Linked DNA regions of Sus scrofa: region 1 is linked to region 2. A link is a contact called in public targeted proximity ligation data. All regions are on one chromosome and are shown on one strand. The core of a region is the stretch at or near the end of the contact, and the rest is flanking DNA. Distances in the headings are between cores, read along the strand shown.

What was found.
Region 1: a contact with region 2 is called in a targeted proximity ligation map of alveolar macrophages. A contact is called at or near these places in 3 of 5 promoter capture datasets (fetal liver, fetal skeletal muscle and liver), 18 of 47 Hi-C or Micro-C datasets (alveolar macrophages, embryonic fibroblasts, epiblast stem cells and 10 more) and 2 of 2 datasets of targeted methods (alveolar macrophages and skeletal muscle).

Annotation. Positions count from the first base shown.
Region 1 is chr5:22,735,060-22,739,859 of Sscrofa11.1, forward strand. It overlaps GLI1 (GLI family zinc finger 1), which reads left to right and starts at 1,649. Exons shown (of 12, transcript NM_001256593.1): 1 at 1,649-1,676.
Region 2 is chr5:22,577,752-22,582,591 of Sscrofa11.1, forward strand. It overlaps R3HDM2 (R3H domain-containing protein 2), which reads right to left. Exons shown (of 25, transcript XM_021091859.1): 13 at 4,690-4,840; 14 at 2,344-2,510. Among named protein-coding and RNA genes, the nearest start is that of STAC3, 24 kb to the left of the region's middle.

The DNA of each region.
Region 1 (4,800 bases), core at 399-2,898, 160 kb after region 2:
TAATTTTTAAGAGCATAAAGGGGTAATTGGAGCCAAGTTGTTTGAGAGTCGCTGATCTAGAGTCTTGGTTGGGGAGAGGCAAGCAGTGCATGTGTAGGATCCCTTCTTTTCTAGTCATCATTAGTCTTGTCTGACCATATGGGTATAGCTGATGTCTGGGTCAAAGTCATGTGGGGGAGGGAGGCTCAAATAGGGCTTCTTATCTGTCCTCCCACAGTTACTACATATATTTGTCAGGCCTCAGACCTCTTCCTAGCTTCACCTTTCCCCTTGACCCTCAGACCCAACAGTTAACTCCCTGACCCTCCAGACCCAAGGAGGGGTGGTTCTTGGAAACTGAACTAGGATGTGGGAGTTCTAACTGAGGGGTGGCAGAAAAGTGAAGGACTCCTTCCCCCCACCGTGCCTTCTCCTCTTTCTCATAAAGGTCTGAGAGACTAAAATAGCTGCCCCTTCCCCTGCATCCGGTAACCATGGCAACACAAACCCAGAAGGACAAGGGCACTCCCCTACCAGACACTACTGCTCTGCGGTAGCTGCCTCGGCCACTGTGCTTCTCTGTTTCTTTGGGTTTATGCAACCCCTCCATGGGCTCCCAGCTCGGCTTTGGTGGGGGGAACCTATTAAGCTTTACTCCTTAGCTCCCCCAAGTCTCCTCTGCCTCCAGACTCAAAGAGGGTGTCATGTGCCAGAAAGACCAGCAGAGGGAGCAGACAGCCATGACGAGCAGAAAGAGAGCGGGCAGCGTAGAGAGGTGCAGAGGTGGCCCCAGTTTCCAGAACTTCGGAGATGGAGAGGTGCGGTTCTTGGGGAAACAGTGCTTCGGTCTCAGGGCTCCTTAGCAACCTTTTGAACACGTGCCCTGCACCCAGAGCCTCAGCCGCTGCTCCTGCCTTTTATGCTCCGTGGACCCCCTCACCTTCCGCCCAGGGTCCCCAATCCAACTCTGTCCCAAACCTGTTTCCACCAAACCCCGAATCTGCCCTAATCCCTCCATGTTTCATCTAGAGGATGAGGCTGGCAGAAAAACTACAGGATGGCGGAATGCTCAGTTAGCACTAACTAAAGTCTACTTCCAATATTATCTTTCTCCGACGAGGTTTTTTTTCCTCGAGTTCCCCCCTCCCCTCCCCAATATATTTCTCAATTTGTTTTTTTCTGGTTCCTATTCAGGGCCTCTTCGTGGGCAGCCCATCCAGAGATCCATGCCGGGATTTACTGCCCACCACCAGCAGCGTGTTCAGCGGGGGGGGGGGGGGGGTGCTAGGCAGTATAGGGTCCCTCTAGGGAGGGGGAGGATCCTGGGGGTCCTGGGGGTGCAATAAGCCCGGCACCCCCTCTCTCGCTTCCAGCTACCCCGCCTTATCCTTCAGAACTGCAAGGAGGGAAATAGGAGGGAGGTGAGGGGCGAGCGGGAAGAGCGGCGGCGCGCCAGTGGCTAGAGCGAGAAAAAGTTTTTGCAAAAGGGGGAAAAAAACTTTGCGCTTCTCGCGGGTGGTCCCGGCTCGCGGCCCGGCGGGCTGGGCCGGCGGGAGGGCTGGGGGCCAGGTTGGGGGGCGGGGTGGCACTGACGCTGCGCTGCTGTAGCCCTGTCCGCCCCCCCCTCCCCACCGCACACCCCCCAGCCCAGACTCCAGCCCTGGACCGCGCATCCCGAGCCCTGCGCCCAGACAGAGGTGAGAAGGGGGGTAGGCGGGGGGGACCACCTGGGAGCGGTGGGGGAAGGGGCCTGAGGGGATGCTTTGCTTGCGAGGGACTCTGCCCAGCCGACAGAGAGACCCCGGGCACAGAGGCAAAATAGGGGTGGGAGAGCCTGGGGTAAGATGTTAGAAAGTTTGGAGATTTTTTTCAAATGTATCTTCCTTTCTCTCTATCTTTTTTTTTTCTTCTGACAGTCTGTGTGTCTCTGTCTCAGGCAACCGTGGATCTCTTTGTCTGTCTCCGCCTCTCCCATGTATTAGAAACATCGCACTTTAATGAGGTTGGGATGAAGAGGCTGGAAGGATGGCTAGCTGGAGGTCTGCGTGGTAGAGAGGGTACTCCAGGTGGGAGCTAGGGACTGGAAGACATCAGTGTTTCTGAAAGGAGGGAACAGTTAAGGAGAGAGTCCTAGATGGGGTGGGGATGGGTGTGTGTGAGGCGACAAAACCACCGGGAGGCGGCTGGGCTTGAACCTCTGACCTGTCTTGTGACAGATGTGCTTGCTGGTGCATGTGTTTTGGGTTAAAGGAATTGTCTTCTGGACTATGAAGGGGGCCTCTGGAGACAGTCTCCGGTTTAGGCCCTAGAAAGACTCCTCAAGGAATTTGGACTCTTGGGTCCCAAGGGGCTGTGAGCAGGGTGCTAAGGAGGAGCGGAGGAGACCTTGTCTTGACCCTCTGACCTCAAGACCACCAGAGCAGCTGGGGCCAGCCACAGGGAGACCCCTACTGGGATGGGGCGGGACCACTGGCCACTGCCAGCCTGTGCGTCGCTGTTGGCCCCCCTCCCAAACGGGAGCTGGGGACCGAGGCCCCTCCTCTGTCTCAGACCACCCTGCCTGCCCTTGCTCCCCGCTTTGAAGCCTCTTTCAGGCCCTGTGACCCCGAAACAATCCGCCCTGGGCAGCTAGCTTTGGGGACAGGATTAGGGAAAGGGTATCCCATAGACGCTGGGGACTGAAGGGTTTAGGGACTTGGGGAACTGGGGTCTTCATGGATAGGTTTTTGCAGTCCGGTAGAGGGAGAAGGCAGGGCGATTTTCCGGTGGTGGGGGTCCGGGGGCAGTTGTAAGGGCAGAAATAAGGGTGGTTTTACCTTGGGGGGCGGGGTCCAGAGACACCCCCCCCTTATCTACCAGGCATCCCCTGCCGGGCGGCACAGACCCCGCCCTTGACGTCACTAGGGGGTTCCCGGGGGTCTCCAGACGTTAACCCTTAGGAAGCCAGTTGGAATACCCAGGAACCTAAGGTGTCCTGGCCCCTCCCCCTCCCCAGACACACCTTATTTTATTTACCCTAATCACTTTCTCTCGCTACAGTTTCTGGATTCTTCTTTTCCATCCCACCGAGGGGACTCCCACTATCCAACAGTGCCCCCCCACCTCCACGGGCCAATGCCAGCTCTCTGGATGCACTGAGGGGAGGAGGGAAGAATGTGTCCCGCCTCTCAATCCACCCCCCCCCCCATTCCGCTGCGGCTCGCTCGACTAGGCTCCCGGGGCGGGCGGGGGAAGCGGAGCGGTCTGCAGCCAGAGCCTGCGGCGGCGACTTGGGTGGGCCGAGGAGGCACGGGGGCGGGGAAGGCGGGACCCGGAGAAGGGGGCGGGGCCGACTCTTGGGAGTTGGGGAGCGGGGGTGCGAGGGGGGACTCTGGAAAGTTGGGAGAGACAGAAGATGATTCAGGGCTCTAGCGAGGGAACCCTTAAGCTCCCTGCCCCGTCCTGCTCGCTCATCCACACCCCAGAAAAACTTAATTTTCTGAAGCTGGAAAAGTTGCCGAAATTTTCCTTTCAGCAGTGTGAAGGGGAGACATGGGTGGGCTGCGGCACGCTTGGGTGGGAAGGGGTATCTCCCTGTTTCCATCTCGGGCTCCCCTGTGGCTGGGTAGTGGGCAGGAAGGTGACTGAGTAGGCATGTTTGGGGGAGTCTCTTTAGTTTTGGGGGGTCGTTTGCTAGCTCCCGCCTCCTTCGCCTAGGTGAGTCATAGAGGAAGGAGGCGGGAGAAGTGTCCCCCCGTCCAGCTGCCAGCCAGCTGTGCCCCCGCAACGTAGTGCCCAAGGTCGAGTTGGGAGGTCTTGGTTGCGGGATCTGGATCTGGGTCTCCGCTGGGAAAGGAGGTGTTAGGTAGGGTACAGCCTAGGATGGGGCTCGGGCTGGGTCATGGGGTCCGGGCTCAGCTCCCCATCTTACCCCGCCCTCACCCTAAATCCCAGCATCCCGGGATCACCCACCGCGCCGGCCGGCCCGCTCCCGGTCGTTCTCCACCCTACCCCGCCCCACCCCACCCTCAATCCTGGGAGGCCGGAAAACCCGGGATGGAACTAAACTGGAGTTTGAGGAGGAAAGCGGACAGCGGCACCTACTTATTCCTCACTACTCCTCTGATGGATGATGACTTTTTGTTTTTAATTCTCCCAGAGCGTTCCCTCACAGTCCCGTTCCTGTTACCCCAAAACAGACCAAAAAGGTTAGGCGGCTGCCCAGCTTCAAACTATTCCTGAATAACACCAGCTTCCAACCTGTGTACTCGAGAGACCCCGGAGACTCCGTTCAGAAATCTTACGCCTTTCCACACAGTTTTCTGCCTTAGAGAAGGGCAGATCCTCCGCGCTCTCTCCAGGCCCCACCAGCCTCCCTGCCTGGGCTGTGGCGAGGGCTCCCTCTGCTGGACACTGGAGAGGTTGTAGACGGCAAGCAACAACTCGGAAAGGCAAAGGGGGCCCAGGCAGCAAGTCAGCCCAACGCTTGAAGTCACTTCTCCTCATGAGTTTCCTCATCCCACCCCCTCAAAGCTGGCCCATGGTGTCACAGCAAGAAGAAACAGAGGTCCATGGTATAAAATCACTTGAAACTCGAGGGAAGACTAGTCCACAACACTCCCCCTACTCTCTCTCTCTCTCTCTCACACACACACACACACACACACACACACACTACCCAAGGCAAAGCTCCCACCCAGTTCCTGCAAAGATCCCCAAGACTGGCCCTACCTCTATAGGACTTCTCTCCTTACCCTTCCCCAGGCTGAGTGATGCTCATTTCAACTTGATTTCCCACAGCAGATGTCTTAGAGGTGCTCTGCCCAGGGTTCTGTTCCTGAG
Region 2 (4,840 bases), core at 1,125-3,624:
ACTGTCCTGAGGCCTGGGGCAAATGCTTTTTGCTACGGAGGTAAAGGTAACTACCTTTTCTAAGTTTTTCTTCAAAAGGAAAACCTTTAAAGTAAGCACAGTGGTGCGTGTGTGGGGGGGGGCGTGTTTACTTCCTTCATCCCTGCACCATTTGAGAAACTAAACAGTAAGTACTCTGAGGTTCAGCAACTTGAGTTGAGAGACAAGGAAAAAGAAAAAGAAGAAAGAAAGAAGCAGTAGGTATATTAGCAGCTACCATAAGTGCTTCAGACACAGCAAAACTTAACCAGCATAAAGATATTTTAGTTTGGAGTTTGTGATTGCAATTAACTGTAAGAATAAATTTTTGATATCTCTGTACCAAATAATGTTCCCTTGTTCCCAATCTATAGGGCCTCGCCTAACAATGTACTCCCTGTAGGAGACCAGTGAATACCAACAACTGACTCTCATGATTCAGATGGAGGGACAGATTCGGAGTAAAAGTTTGAGATTTAAGGCCGGTCACCTGAACATTCTATCTAAAATTTTTTCAGTCCCAAATGGTTTTTCTCTTTACTTATCTCTTTATTCCCTTCCCACTTTTGCTGTCTGTTTCTAGATATGGATGGAAGGAGGAGGCAGATGGAAAATTAAGAGGCAGAAAAGGGAACAGAATTGTATTAACATACATACATTTTAGAAAACTCAAAAAAATAGTGGGACCCTAAAAAAGTGAGACACACACAGAAAGAGGGGTCAGCCAGAGGGAGAAGTTCAGGTTTATCCAATTACAGGTCTGAATTAAGACACAGACAGGGAAAAGCACAAACACACATGCCGTGTTTCAGTATGGAGGGAGGTAAGCTGATGTGAATGAGACTTGATGAGGTGGTAGGTATATGGTGGTAAAATAAGAAAGTCAGGACTATAGAGAAACTGATCTAGGGACTGAGATGAAGGACTTGGAATGACATGCACGTGGGTTACATTAAGCCACAAAGCAGAGGTTCCTAGATCCTCAATGTTCTATTTTAGCTTCATTTCACAATATATGAATGGGGTCGTACTGGGCCGTTCCGGGGTGTTTCCACTCTAGTTTCCAGTTCCTAGGGTATGAGTGCTTAGGACTTACTTCTTGTACCTATGGAAGAGATATATCTGAGGTTAAGCTGGACTAACTGAGCAGGGAAATGAGGGAATCTGGGAGGTGAAACGAGAACTTGAATTCTAATATAGACGTATTGGCTTCCTGACTATCAAGAATATTCCAGGATAAAGTGCAGGCTTTATTCTATTCATGAAGGGCTCTATTCATGGAAGAAAAGAGTAAGTAAAGATAAACTAACACAACACTGTAAATCAACTATACTTCAATAAAAAATGAAAACCAATTTATCAAAAAAAAAAAGAGTAAGTAAAGATCTCAGCACAACTTGCCTCAGAGTATTAAGGAGACTTTAAACCTAGAACACTGAGGTTCCAGTTTAGAACAGGATCTGATTGTTAGGCTGATGACTTGCATGGTCTCTCCACTGAAGCAAAACTTCTAGTTAGTTTTCAAACCCTAGTTAGTATCAACATCCAACAGTCCAGAACAGAAGGAGAAAGAGCTCTTCTGGAGTTCCTGTGTGGCTCAGTGGGTTAAAGATCTGGCACTGTCACTGCAGTGGCTCAGGTTGCTGCTGTAGTATGGGTTCAATCCCTGGCCTAGAACTTGTGCATGCTGTGGGCATGCGCTCCCCCCCCCAAAAAAAGGCAGAACTCTTTTATGGCACAGGAAAGAAAGACGCTGGAGGGTTTTGTGCTTTTTTTTGGCCATGCCCATAGCATGCAGATGTTCTAGGGCTTACATCTGTACCACAGCAGTGCCCCAAGTCACAGCAGTGACGGTGTATGGCAGGGATCTTGATGAGTGTGGTTTCCTTTCCGTTCTTCCAAATCCCAACACATAAATATTTGTTTAGGGATCAACAGCCGTATGAACACATTCAGCTAGACTATGGTGGGAACTGTAATCTTTTCGAGCTCCATGTATGGATACAGGGAGGAAAATCACCTTGCTAATTACACAGGATGGGGGGAGAAACGTGGATTAGGGTTAAAGATCCCGCTGACATTTTTCAAGAGGAAAAGAAAGAAATATAAAGCAGAAAAACTCCCAGGCTGACTTTACTAAGAGCACTTTGGCCAACCCTTTGCCCTTAGTCTTTTCTCCCCACAACTAACAAGAAATGGGGGATGGAGTGGCATGTCTCCAAAAACAGATCTTTCCTGCCACCCACTGCACAAGAGACATGACTGTACTTCCAGAGCTTGTTTGAATCAGAGCAGAGGGGGCTCTGGCACTGAGTGGTGACTCACCTGTGAGATCATGTGATTATTCAAGGGTGGCTGTTGCTGAGGCGTGGGTGGGAGAGCAGGAAGTTGCTGCTGCTGCTGCTGTTGCTGGGCAGTACAAGGGAGAAGGCCCCGGACAGACTGGGATGAGGTGACCTGGTTGCACACTTCTGGGGCACCTAGCGCCATACCTAAGGCAAAGGGGAGACCCAGCAAGAGTTGTAAGCACAAGTCATGAACATACCACCCCTGGAGGGCACAGTTGCCAGGCTTTACTCTTTCCTTACTGTTTTCCTTATCATTCCCCTTCTGTCCATTCCCACATTGTCTTGGGGAGATCCAAGCACAAGCACAGATGCACTTCAGTTATCCTACTGGTGGGAGTCCTCATCTTAGCAGGTTTCTGCTCCTCAGGGACAGTAACCACCTTGACTGTCACTGTTTGGTTTTGGAAATGAACAAAATGTGAGGCTGCTGAAGCATCTTCCCTGGGGTACCTAGAATCTGCCCATCATGATTAGACAGCTGAAAACATGAACGTCTGCTTCCTGGGAAGCTATAGATTCCTAGTCCCTTTAAAGACCTATCTTCTCTTTGATTTCTTCTCAACTTGTAGCATCTCATGAAAGTTGCGGAGAAGGCAAATTCCAAGTACATGCCCTTGGACACACATACACACAACCTTCATCTAACTATTTCCCCCATTTCCAGGCTCTCCAAGTGATGCACGCATTTACATAAAATGCTATTACTGAATATTTACTATGCATAGGCATCGTACAATAAACTGAAGACATAAAGGTAAAGGGAACACAGTCCTTGCCCTTAAGTGGCACAGGCTCTTCCAACAGGAGATGGACATCCACACAATGATTACAATCTGATAAGGATAAGGGATCCATTAGTGATACAACAAAATTGTGTGAAAGCAAAGATGAGGAAGTATAACTCTTGGGAGGGTTAGAGGGAAGGATTTAAAGAAGTGGCGAGAGAAATGGGTTTTAAGGATGAATAGAAGGTCTATCAGACCAAGAGGGGACAAAGTTAATGCCATATTCAAGAAATGGTCAGAGGGCCAGAGAAGGATGGTCATCAAGAAATGAGACTGAGTTGGCAATCTGGAGTCAGGACCTTATGTTATATTAAGAAACTTGAGTTTTATTATGCAGGGAATGCAGAAACATGAATATTTTTAAGACAGGACCGATGTGATTAGATCTACGTTTTAGATTAGTGAACTGGCTCCAAAAAGGATGAGGATAGAGCAGGGAAACCAGCTTGAATAAAGGCCTGGATAAAGGCAGAGGCAGTGGGATTAGAAAGGAGGTAACAGGGAGTTCCCCTACGGCTCAGTGGGTTACAGATCCAGTGAGGTCACTACTGTGGCTCAGGTCACTGCTGTGGTACAAGTTCGATCTGCCTCAGAATTTCCTTCCACAAGTGACAGGTGCGGCCAAAAAAAGGTCAACGGAAAAGGGCAACAGAGACCCAACAGAGGCAAAATTTTCACCACTACTGATGTCTTTTGAAGGGAAGACCTGCAGAACTTCTGCGATGAAAATGAAGTAATTCTTCAGAGGCAGGAGGATGGTGAAATAGAGGCTCCATGAGCAAAAAGAGGTAAATAACCCTGTGCTAAGAGTGCAGGGACAGATGAAGGTTATAAAGCAGCTCAGGAGAGCTGAAGAATGGTTACCAGGCTGGCAGGTGGAACACATACTCCTCAGTGACTGGGCTCCACAGAAGCAGCCACAGTAGTACTTCTTCAAGTTCTAGCCTACTGGCTGCTACCAATTAATTACAAAATTACAAACGATTCTGTCTGCTCTATAAACACTCTATAATCTCAAGGGCCAAAGAATGAAAGTAGTTATCACCCTCATTTTAGTACATAACCAGAACCTGGGCTGATAGGGATGTCCTATCTCGGTCAAAAATCAGATAAAATAACCTAATTCCAATTGGTGTTTTTCAATTAGGAAAGAAGGTTTGAAAGACTATCAGAGAAAAGGACTCAAAAGGACAACAGATCCAAGAAATCAAATTTCCCCTCATCTGGCTGTGTTAGGTTTCCCAATGGCCAAGTGTTTTGTTAAAAGTAAACATCAGTGGAGTTCCGGCTGTGGTATAGTGGGTTAATGAGCCAGCTTCTCTCTGTGGCAGCTCTGGTTGGATCCCCGGCCCAGAGCAGTGGGTTAAGAATCCAGTGTTGCTGCAGCTGTAGTGCAGGCCAAAGCTGCAGCTCGGATTTGATCCCTGGCCTGGGAACTTCCAGATGCCATGGGTATGGCCGAAAAAGAAGAAAAGAAGTAAATACCAGTGATATTTTGCAGAAGATAAGAAATGACGGAAGGAGAGAAGCTATGGTACCTGGCCTGGAGATCCTTCCAGCACTGCCACCTTTACTGCTCCCAATGCTGTCACCCCGGGTGAGGATAGAGATTCCACTGAAGCTGCTGGCCTTGGTGACGGGGGGCCGCATGCTCCGGACAGAGCCGTCAGAGTCTGTGCTGCTCCAAGG